Regions from separate parts of the Hordeum vulgare genome. Here region 1 is linked to region 2. A link is a contact called in public Hi-C data. All regions are on one chromosome and are shown on one strand. Each heading gives the region's core, a stretch centred on a gene start, on an enhancer-like site or on the middle of the called end of the contact. The rest is flanking DNA. Distances are from core to core; before and after follow the strand shown. Region 1 has its middle 180 kb from the start of LOC123449287. Region 2 holds the start of LOC123449286 (homocysteine S-methyltransferase 1).

What was found. Hi-C and Micro-C count contacts between places; a contact is called where the count stands out from the background.
Region 1: a contact with region 2 is called in a Hi-C map of leaf, with 9 times the contacts expected there. The contact joins the enhancer-like site here to the promoter of LOC123449286 in region 2. A contact is called at or near these places in 2 of 6 Hi-C or Micro-C datasets (leaf and seedling).

What each region holds. Positions count from the first base shown.
Region 1 is chr4H:529,624,264-529,630,480 of MorexV3_pseudomolecules_assembly, forward strand. No RefSeq gene overlaps it. Among protein-coding and RNA genes, the nearest start is that of LOC123449287, 180 kb to the right of the region's middle. Within about 2 kb of position 2,813, at least 3 of the 3 cell types and tissues checked have open chromatin away from gene starts, as enhancers often do. A contact at or near this core is called in leaf and seedling, where this site is marked.
Region 2 is chr4H:529,409,345-529,415,025 of MorexV3_pseudomolecules_assembly, forward strand. LOC123449286 (homocysteine S-methyltransferase 1) reads right to left here and starts at 2,084. Exons shown (of 7, transcript XM_045126443.1): 1 at 1,728-2,084; 2 at 317-373; 3 at 1-201. The coding sequence starts at 1,886.

The sequences.
Region 1 (6,217 bases), core at 1,563-4,062, 220 kb after region 2:
TAAGGGGATAAAATTCAGAATTATTAAAATGGATATAAATGTCGATGATTTAATTTTTATTTCATTTTCCAAATGGGAATCATGAAATTTTTTAGGTGCAAATTAATTGCATTTGGGTGAGTTATTGGGATGCCATTTTACTATATATAAACATGGCAAATGTAATAAAAAATTTCTCAATGCCCATTGTTAATACCATGCAATGTTTTTTAATATATATTAGTTTCGAGCATGTGTGGTGCATAGGAGACTATTCATCTTACATGTTATCGTCTTTAGAAAGAAGTGCCAAGCATTTTGACTTGAGAAAATTGCATTCTTCTACATTTTACTACTTCTCCCATTATATATGCAAAATAGGAGGATTATGTTTGCAACTTAGGTCAAGAAGCGTCTGAAGGTGGTCAAACGTGAGTGATACATACTATTTATGTAAAGGTAATCACTCGTATGGATGATTAACTTTTTTCATGCATTGCCATGGAATAAGCAATAGTTTGTTGACAAACACTCGCTTGAAAGTAACAACATTTTTATGTAGTCGGCATTCTTCTAGAAAAGCAACATACCTGAGTCCTACAGAAAAAAAAGAAATTCAGTAAAGCCCCCAAAACATTTTGAATGTTATCTCTTTAGGCTCTCATATTTAGCTCACGCATCCATCTTTTGTTGAAGCGAAGCTCAAGGGTCCAACTTGATATGCCCTCTCTTTCATTTGGTTTATTGGAGCTTAGAATTAGTAAATTTAGTGACCTAAAAGAAATTTCGGGTTTAGGAGATAGAAAGTGAAGGGAATCTGTTTCTCTCTCTTTTATGACCGCTACATACATTTGAATCATGAATTAGGCATGTGTGTGTGCAAGGGAGGGTAGAGGAGAGGAACATTGATATTTTTCATACTTTGTATGAACATTTCTGGTCACAACTTCCCATTTTTCATGGCAACGCATGAGCGTAGCAACTTCGTGGTAGAGGCCGGGATGAAGGACGGGTCCAGTATAGAATCAGGAGGTACTAGCACTAAGATAATAAGGCGGTTGATGCCTTGTCCTTTGACATTGGCCTTCCATGAGGCAGCGATCAACGTCTCACTTAGACACGAGTTAGTGGATTTTGCGATAACGGTGAGGGTTTAGAGTGAGAGGGATGGGGGTTGCGTTGGTCCGTTCAGATACGACAGTCCGAGCGAAATAATTTGCAAGAGTGAGTGGTTCATATTTGCTTTATCAAGTCGTGTAATTTTTTTGTTAAGATAGAAGAATAAACATAGTTGTTTGTTGCTTCAAGAGTTATAAATAGAAACAATGATGTATCAATTGCATGCCCAATAACGAATATCATATTTTTTACCATATGTTACAATGTGGCAATGGGTCAAGAAACATCAGATCTGCCTTCTTGGCTGAGGGGGCGTCATGGGCGGTGCGCACCTTGTCCCCCTTAGTGGTGGTGGTGGATCAACATGAACATGAGGGGAAGGGATGCGGGCCAAGCCATTTGCGTGGGGACTCCTCCATGGTGGTCAGTGTGGAAGTACCATGTAAAGCATGAAAAAGATGAGGTGGGTGTCATCCAATTTTAAATGAGACGTCTCGAGCAAAAAATATCCCGCTACGACGGGAAACCGAACGAGATGGGGGGTTCCGACAGGAAAAGAGAATGATGAGTTGTGGGTTGGGATTTTTATGTTGGGATCGCGTGTGGGAAATGACATGACGGATAATTCGGACAATGATACCACCCCTACATATAGGCTAGATTGGAGGAGTCCGGACTGTCCGTGCAATTTGATTTTTGGGAGCCCGTAGGCGTCCACTTGATGTCTAAAAACAATCGGGCATATGAGGGGAAATGAGCTTCCACTTTAAAAACGGCCTTCATATTTTTTCTTATTTACTAGCATCATTGCAGCCCATAGTAACGCATGGGCGTTCTACTACTTAATATAGTTTGGTGATGTAAGAAAATAGTAATTAAGGTGATTGAGCGACTTATGGTAAGATTAATTAATTAAGCTTTAGTTTTTAAAGATTTATTATAAATTAATCTTGATTGATTCTTTCACATCAATTCATCATTAAATATATATGATGATGGAAGGAGGAACGAAAAAGTAGATGAAGGTTGGAGGGGAAATACAGAAACCGTGGAACGAAAGCTACCAAATCACACTTGAATAGAGACATGGAAACACTCGAACGGGAGCTAGGAAGGGAGACAAAAAAACTGAAAGAAAATGTTAATTAATGTAATTTGGTGATGTATGTAAATATCAATTAATGTAATTGAGCAATTTATGATAAAATTAATTAATTCAAATTTGATCTTTAAGGATAATTAATCTTAATTCATTCTATAACATAAATACATTACTAAATATATGATGGCGGAAGGAGAGACAAAACAAAACCAGACAAAAAATACATAAAGGTGGGATGGAAGAGTGGGAAAAATCTGGAATAGAATATGCATTAATGTAATTTAGTGATGTATAAAAATATTAATTAATGTGATTGAGCGACTTATCGTACCATTAATTGATGCAGATTTGGTCTTTAAAAATTCATTAAAATTAAACTTGATTGATTTTTTTTCTTATAAATACATTATCAAATATATGATGATGGAAGGAGGAAGGAAAAAATCAAACGAAGATGAGAGGGAAGATAAAAAAACCCTAAAACGAAAGCTACCAACTCCTCTTCAAGTGTAGAGATTCTCATCATAGTTTATCGTGAGCTATTATGCTTTGTTGTATCCCATATGGACCGGTCTGTTCGGATCGCGCCTCGTGCACATGTTTACTGCTCGCGAGGTTCCTACAAGGATACACCTATCTCTCGCCACACACAAGTATAACCACAGTCTCGCCCGCGAGCAGCTACGGCGTGCCAGCGATGGGACATCCGAGGAGGGACGAGGCTTATCATGATGTCTCACTAATTTATTTATTTTTAAATGTTCAGAATATAAATTTATATATTTTATAATTACATATTTATTTTAAAAAAATTGAAACTATGATTTTTGTAAAAATAACTACATAAATGTATATATTTTAAAAACTTAATTTAATCAAAAAATGAAAATCATGACTTTTGAAAATGTTAACACGGTATAAAATTGTTGACAGCTTCAAAATTATGGCGACAATGAAAAAAATATTTTTGCCATTCAAAATGTATGGGAACTTTTTGAAAAAATTGTATACATTATATAGATAATGTTTTGTATAGTATAAAAGAAACCATTAGTACAATTCAAAAATTGTACATGAAGTTTTAACTAAACGTTCCTACGTTGCAAAGAAAAAGGTTCTGTCAATCTTTTTTATATAATTTAAGACCATGTTTGCTTAGGTTTATGAAAATGTTATTACCACTAAAAGAGTGTTTCAACGTGTATTTGAAAAAGTGTTGACCATGTATTAAAAACAGGGTAAACGTTTACATACGACAGTCCGGCCGAACGCTTGGGCCGGTCCATCGCACGACGTCTGATGCGATTAGATCTAGCGGCTCGCATCCCGTCACAGCCTTATCCCCTCGCGCGAGTTTCTGACCACACGCGAGCACCCTTCTCTCCCCCGAGCGACCTTCTCCTCCCCCCCCCACCTTCTCTCATCTGTTGAGGACGACCACCGGCCGCCGTCGTTGGGGACGCCGACCTGATGCGGCGAGAAACTTTCTTCTCCCCCGTGCTTCTACGAGCATCTCGTCCCCCAGCCAAGCTTCTCATGGTTTCGCCGGTGGGGTCGCATCGCCGAGGGAGGCCCTCGAGTTAGTGCTGCAAGCGGAGGCGCTTGTGGACATGGGGTTGCTGTTGGACGGCGATGGAAACCATTTTTGCGCTCATGCTACAACCGCTGTCAAAAAAGCTTCAAACCCAGATGAAAAAGCTTCATCCGGGCATATAAAAAGCTGCAAGCGGTCATTGTCATGGCGGGATGCTGCAACCGTTGACATAAAATGCTACAACCGTTGATGAATAAAGCTGCAACCAAACATATAAAAAGCTGCAAGCGGTCATTGTCATGATAGAATGTTGCAACCGTTGACATAAAATGTTACAACCGTTGATGAAAAAAGCTACAACGAAGGACCGACAAGGTTGCAGCAAAAATCACAACGCCACTGTTGCCACCAAAAACTTCAACGTGGCCGTTGCAGCAAATCATGTCACTGGATGTAGCTTTTTTCATTACCGGTTGTAGCAAAAATTGCAAAGCCATATGCGATGTAGCAAAATGCAACACTAGTTGCAGCAAATAGCGATGGCGGTTGTAGCAAATTGTGATGCCGGTTGAAGCATGCAGCAAAAATCGATGTTAGTTGCAGCATCGTGTATCGTGAGTGTGCCTCGCCATCGCAGTTATGCAGCTTGTCCGCCGGAGCTGGGGAAAGAGGTGGCTGTGGGCGTGGGACTGGGTTACTGGCATCCTCGCCGGGGATGGGCGCCGTTCGCCGGGCCCGGTGGCCGTTGCCGCTCGCCAGGGCTGCGCGCGATCATAGCTTGCCGGTGGCCGTTGCCACTCGCCGGGTCTGCTGCAAGCTGCAAGGGCCGTAGACGCCCGATGCTGTGAGCGACGGCAGCGGCAAGCGCGGAGTCCACCACCGGGTACTGCCCTAAAAACAGGGACAAACCATCATGTATTTGAAGAATGTTCAATGTGTATCAAAATAACGTTTTACGTGTGCACTAAAGTATTTATATTCCGTACTAAAAAAGGTATCCATGTGTAGGCAATATAAACTAAAAAGGAAAAAAACAAAGGAACATAGAAAAGCAAAGAATATCAATAAAGAAGAAAATAAAAGCAACATATAAAAGAAGTAAACATATGAAAACCGATTGAGAACCAAATTACTATAACAGAAGAAAAAAATACTGTGAGGCACACGCTGCTACAGTACTTTGCCGATCTGATCGCTCCGCGTCTGAGGCGAGGCGAGCATGCGTCAGGCGAGATATAGTTCAAGCGTTCCTTAGAGCATCTCTAACAGCTGCCCTATATAGAGAGTGTTACAAACAATCTGTCATATAGGGCAAAAAATGACTAAACACGGTTTTCAACAGCTGTCCTATCTTGGGCATTTGGCCAAAGAAATTCAGGGCAATGCCCTATATTTTGCTCAAGTGTTGTAAATATGGGACACCTAGCTAACTGCCCCAAATTTTCTGGCAACGCACGCGCGCGTCCAACTGCCATCCGGAAGCTTCCCACCCCGTCGCGCGCCAATAAAATCCCCAACCCGCCGCGCGCTGCCGCACCAAATTCGCCGGCGCCGTCCACCTCCCGCCGCGCCAACCACCCGCCGCCGTTCCCCTCCCCCCAAACGCCGTCCCCTGCCCCCAATCGCCCCCCGCCACCGCCGTTCCCCCTCTTCCGCCATGGCACCGCGTCGCCGCCCGAGCTCCGGCTTCTTTGGCGTGCGGGAGCGCCCCTCCGGCCGATTCGCAGCGGAGATCACCGCCGACGGAGTTCGGTGGTGGATAGGGACATTTGACTCCGCCGAGCTCGCCGCACGCGCGTACGACGCGGCGGCGATACGATTCGGCCGGCCGCGGCGGGACCTCAACTTCCCCGATACCGACCGCGACTACGCGCTGTGGCTGGCGCCGCCGCTGCACTTCGTCGACGTGACGGACGGGCACGAGCAGCGCCGCCAGCAGCTCCGCGAGCGCGCGAACCTGCGGGCGGCGAAGATCAACGAGCTCCGCATGGAGACGCTCCGCCGCGACCACCCCGAGCTCGTGCAGGCGGAGCTCGACTTCTTCGCCGGGCGGAAGAAGAAGAAGTCCGCCGCAGCCCGAGCCGACGGTGCGGGGCCGTCCGCTCCGCCGCCGCCGCCGGCGAACCGCATCGATGTCGGGTCCTCGTCGTCGGAGCTCGGCTCCTCGTTCTAGGACACCACTCACGACGACTCCGACTCTGACGCCGCCGTCCTGGACTAGGCGCCGCCGCCGATTAGTCGTCGTTAGGTTAAAATTAGGTTTAATTTTATCGTCCTTCTGCTGTTCGTCACTCGAACTTGTTCTTCAGTATCTGCTATCTGTCGAAATATAGCCGTATGAGTTTAAATTTCGCGTTGGAGATGCATTTGGGGCAGCTCTTGGAGCAACGCACTGCCCATCTTGGGCTGCTGGTAAATCAACAGATGTTTCGTCGTCCTATACTGAGATTTTGCCTGTCTTATAATAAAAAAATTGCTGCCCT
Region 2 (5,681 bases), core at 834-3,333:
CTCTGATCCATCGGCGAGGTACGCTCCGTAGCTCCCGACGGACGCGGCGACGAGGGCGCGGTTGTAGACGGGCTTCGACTTCCTCAGCGTCGACTTCCAGAACTCGTCTCGGGCCTCCAGCGCCAGCTGGACGCTGGTTCGCAGTAACCCTTCTGCCTCCTCGAGGAGCAGTCCTCTGGCCAGGAACCCCGGGATAGTTGCCTGCAGGAAATGGAAGGCATGATGACATTTCTCTCTTATTCGTTCATGGGATTCGATCTGTGTATGAAGCCATAGCAGATTTGCAGCGGTGGAATAGCAGCGATGATGATCGTACCTGGTAGGACGAGGAGATGATGACGTCGGCGCCAGCTTCAAGATACTGCATATGGACCTGCACATGTAAAAAAAAGATGCTTATGTTGACACCCACACTGAAAACATACGCACAAGGATCTTCTCCCGTAAAAAAGTTTTTCCCCCAACTGTCTATTGTGGATTCAATGTTTGCTGGTTTTTTTTTTGTTGTTGGCTAAAGTGCAGGTTGAATTGTTCCATTAGTTTGTTTTACGCGTTTGCTGTATGTCACCGTTAAAGTTAGGTCAAGACTGTTTTTGTTTTTTTTGTTTTTGCGAATTTGGTCAAGACTATTTCTTTTTTCAGAATCATGCAAAAGTACGAAAACACCCTCGGCACGGTCCTCGTTTCATGCGGCAAATATATGATTTCCACGTTGTAACAGGCATGAGGCTATGTTCATCACATGAACATGTTGCCCAAAATAGTTTTGTACAAATACATGCTTGTACTGTGAAACTTAAAAAAAATGTTTCAAATAGGCCAAATATTTATGTATTTTCTTGCGGGCACTTTTTTTCTCAATACTTTTCTCACACTTTCCGTTTCTATGTCAAAAAATGCGCATGAGGGTATTTTAGTACTTCCGCGGGCAGTTCCAGCGGTCATTGACCTGACGATACCAGTGCGAGATGTGAAATCTGTAAAAGAAACTAACGGAACAGTAGTATGAGTATGTATTCATCTACAAAAGCAATGGCCGAAGTTGAGTTAGCTTCCGAGACTCGTCTGAAGTCGACGTTTTGCTATATAGGAGCAGTAGTTTGCAACACAATTCAGGTGTAGGCAGTAGGCACTATAAAAGTCATGTGACGAAGCGGTCAAGTCAAATTAATCGATGTACTTAGGCCTAAATCTGAACAATAAAAGTGGGTGGTCTATTTCCCCCTTAAAACCTCTGCCTGTCAAAAAGTTAGGTGACCTCCTCTTCAATCTCTTTTTAAATGCTGAGAGGTACTAGTAGGTCATATCTCTTCAATTCTTTTTTAAATGATAAAGATAGGTAGGTGAGAAGATGGAAACATTGCCATGGTCCTGGTCATCACCAAGATTGATTCTACTTTTGATCTGCGCATACCACGCTAGTATTAGCTGTAGGGATAGAGTTGACCAGTAGCTAACATAACCTTAAAGCACAAACCCTCACCACATGCCAAACCGCGTCAGACAAGATACTAAATAAGCTACTAATTAACTACTTACGTATAATAGTAATTTATCAGCTGGTGCATCGATTATATTGTGATGATGCGGCGAGCACGACGGGAGACGGCCGGATCATGGATATGCTTGCTGCTGGTCATGAACTAATGATGATGATAATACGAGGAGGCCGAGGCATTGTGCACGCCGGCACGTCGGCCGGTTGGGTTGGGTTGGGTTGTGTTTACCTCCTTGATGAGGTGCGGCTTGGTGATGAGGCAGGCGGCGCTCCAGAGCGGGTCGTTGATGTCGGCGCCGAGCGCCTCCAGCTGCGTGGCGAAGCCGCCGTCGATGACCGCGCATCCGCCGGCCTTCTTCACCAGCTCCTCCACCACCCCGCCGCCCATCGCAAACCTCTTTGATCGATTACACGCTTGCGCAAAGCACGGCTCGATCTCAGCACCAAGCGCAGCAGGACTCGAGGAGGGCGAAGACAAATGGGTACGAGAAACGGGGAAGGAGACGGAGCGGTATATATAGCGGCGGGCCAACGGCGGTAGTAGGGTGGCTCGCTGGCTGGCCGGGTGGAGACGGGGAGGGAGGGAGGGATTGAAAGGAAGGAAAGGTTTGGTGAGGGGCGACTTAATTTGGCCAAGAAGCAAAGCAGCAGATCACGCCATCAAAGGCCCGACGTACGCGGACCGGTTCGTGGGGTAGGTGCAGCCGCGGGTCGGTTCACGTCCAGGTTACTTTCAAGCTTTCTTGGATGTTTGGACCGCGCCCGACGCGACAGGACACGTTAGGCGTTACGCATGCATGGTGCGGAGTTAACGCCCGCAGCATGAAACCAGCTGTGCGGCGGAGTTAAGGTCTGCATGAGGCTGGCTGGCGAGCTGCATGGTGTGTGGTGCAAGAGTTAAAAGAGCCTGCATGAAACTGGCACGCTTGGAGTGCAGCAGGCGGCAAGGACCGCGCCAAGTAATTTTTTGTCCTTGAGCGAGCAGCTTGGACTTGAGTATTATTATTACTCCCTACGTTTCAAAATATAAGTCTTTTTAAACATTTTAATAAGTGACTACATACGGAGTAAAATGAGTGAATACATACTTTAAAATATGTCTATATACATTTGTATGTAGTTTAATAATGAAATCTCTAGAAAGATTTATATTTAGGAACGGAGGGAGTATTAGTTTATGAAATTTCCCTTTTATTGTACTGTGCTACTGCTCTGAATCCAGAAACACCTCTAGCCTAGATAGTGCAAAAGGTGTTCCGGTGCAGTACTTGGTCAAGAACCACAGTTGCTACTAGCTAATGGACGACCACGCCGACACGGGGAAATGTTGGGCAGGCCCGAGCACTCCAAATAGTTTTTATGATATTTTTCTTTTGGAGTGTGACTAATTTTGGTGGAGGTGCCACCAACTCACCAAGGCCAGCTATGTCAATAAGAGTACGTACGTAAACCGTGTGAAGATGGGCAAGAACCTGTTTTATTTGTCAACAATCCACGGTCCAAAAGCTTGAATTGGTTCACCTTTGACACAGACTAATTAATCGGTCAGTCAGGGCGCCACACTTCCCATCGTCGCGATGCCGATTGGGGTGCGTTTGGTCGTGGAGGAACAGCTAGGTGGTCTCTCTGAGTTGAATGGAGTATAAGTCAGCCTGTCACTGGATTTTATTAACGAACCATGGCACCCTGGAGTTGCCGGTACCAACCAACATGGGCTGCCAAGGATGGCTCCCACGAACGCGCCTTCGGCGATGGAGGAGTTGTTGGTCAGGGGCACACAAACGGTAACTAGAATTTGTTTTGGTCTACCGATGCGTCAAACAGCGCATGCCGGGTGTGGTTGAACGAAGTATGTGTCGGCTGGTTTTATCAAAGGAAACCATGGTGGCTCGCCGACACTGGAGTTGCCGGTACAACGTGGGTTGTAACCAAGGCTTCGAGCAGTGCACCCTTGTGGAGGCCAGCTGTATGCTATGCTACAAAGTAGTAGGTCCCTGTGCTACAGGGTTAGGTAAAACAGTAAAAATAAACGTACTTAGGGCTCTTTTGATTTATAGGATAGGAAAAATGGAGGATTGACATGCCCTCTCCATTTGAATCATGTGGAAATGAAAAACACAGGATTTGGCACAAGTGGGTGTTTGAAGGGAGAGTAGGAAAAACATAAAAACTAAGGCATTATAATATTATTATTTTGAAGGATGCGCATTCAAATAAATAGTCGTTGGTCACTAAGCTAGCTGTTAGGTTGCAGTAATACATATACAAGCTCTTCACTTCATACAACTCTAAGATTATTCATAATGAAAATAACATAGGTAGTAACATAGATGTCACCTAAAGAAAAAATATATGATGTGTGAACCAATTAATAAAAAGAGAGAAATTGAGTAACTTAGCTAGTAGTTACTCATACTATGGCCCTGTTTGAATACTCTAACTCGGTTAGAGGTTAGAGTTATATTCTAACCCTGGACTAACCCTGAACTAACTCTAACCAAAGAGGTGTTTGGATGAAAGGGTTAGATTGTCAATAAATGCACCTTTTCCAATCATTTGGCTCCTTTAACTAGGATTTGGTATGAAGGAGGTAGAGGGAAAAGTAACTTTTTTTGGCTTCACCTAACTCTAACCCAAATAAGCACCTCTTGGGTGAGTTAGTTTTTTTGGATGGGTTAGATGCATCTAACCAACTCTAACCCTCCTATTTGAATGTTTTGGGGTTAGTTTGATCCAATCTAGCCAACTCTAACTCCAACTCATGGATCCAAACAGGGTCTATGAGTAACATAGCGCATACCAAGGCAAGATGAGTCTATAAGCTAATAAATAAAAGGCTTAATGTTACTAACCCTATGTTACTATCCACTTTGAAGGTAGTAACTTAGACTACTAACATATGCATGTTACTCTCCATTGTGAGTAGTCTAAGAACAAATTTCTATTCATATGCACCAGAACGTTGCATGCAAGTCCGTCTCTAAAATCTGAGGTTAGTTCTTCTCATGTACTCCCTCCGTTTCTTTTTTACTTTGCATATAAGGTTTGGTCAAAGCCAAGTTAAACAAAGTTTGACCAAACTTGTACAAAAAAATATCAACATCTACAATGTTAAAGTTATATAGTATGAAAGTCAATTTGATGATGCATCTAATAATAATGATTTCATACCTTGAATATTAATATATTCTTTTGTAAAGTTAGCCAACCTTTATAGAGTTTGACTTTGACCAAATTTTATATGCAAACTCAAAAAGAAACAGAGGGAGTACATGTTCCCTTTGTTGTACTGGACCGTCTTTGAAATCTGAGGTCACCTCTCAAATCAGAAGCCATATTCGTTTTTAGTTTTTGCATTCTGTAACTTATTCAAACATATATAGAGAGGGGTAAAATGCAAGGAACAAAATCTCACATCAGTTGTCCTAATATCATCACCGAGTTCAATGATCTGCATTGAGCTGTATGAGTTATCTACCAAAAAATCAAGAGTATGACCAAGTGACTAGAATGCGAGAATTAGGCTTTGTTGATCGACCAATAAATTTACTAGTAAAGGTCTTAACTAGACAAATTAAGCAATTTACATTTAAACTTGTAAAGTCAAGATGTAACTCGGTAATTTTCCACAAGCTTCTTTTCATAGCGTCCAATGAATCCAAGCTATTGTCGTAGATCAAAAAGTGAGGATGAGTTTGCTCTTTTTGTTCTTCCTACTTTAGGAGAACATTCCTCCAGAAGACCTATGCACGCTTCAAAACTTTTGATTTAGTTGATGAAGAATATTATTCCATGCCTCCTTGCTCCAAGCATTATGTGTCCAAAAACCACACACATTGTAATCTTTTAGGAGTCTAATAAGGTACAACTTCATTTGGTGGCTCCATTTGGATCGAGAGTTACCTTTTGCGATTCCTAAATATTCAACATAACCGGAGAAATTTAGTGTCTAAATCAATAACACATCACAAAAAAATAAAATCACACATGTAAGTTAACAGTGTCACCGAAACATTAGAACTTACCTAAACATGTAGTCCCACCACCAACTTCAAGATCAATTGCCCCATTTGATTGAAGATGATGGCCTTGTCGCTTAGACAAGCAATATCGATCAACCATCTACATGCATCAGATTGTTAGCATACAATTTTTACACGGCACAATTGATATTTGTTCAGAA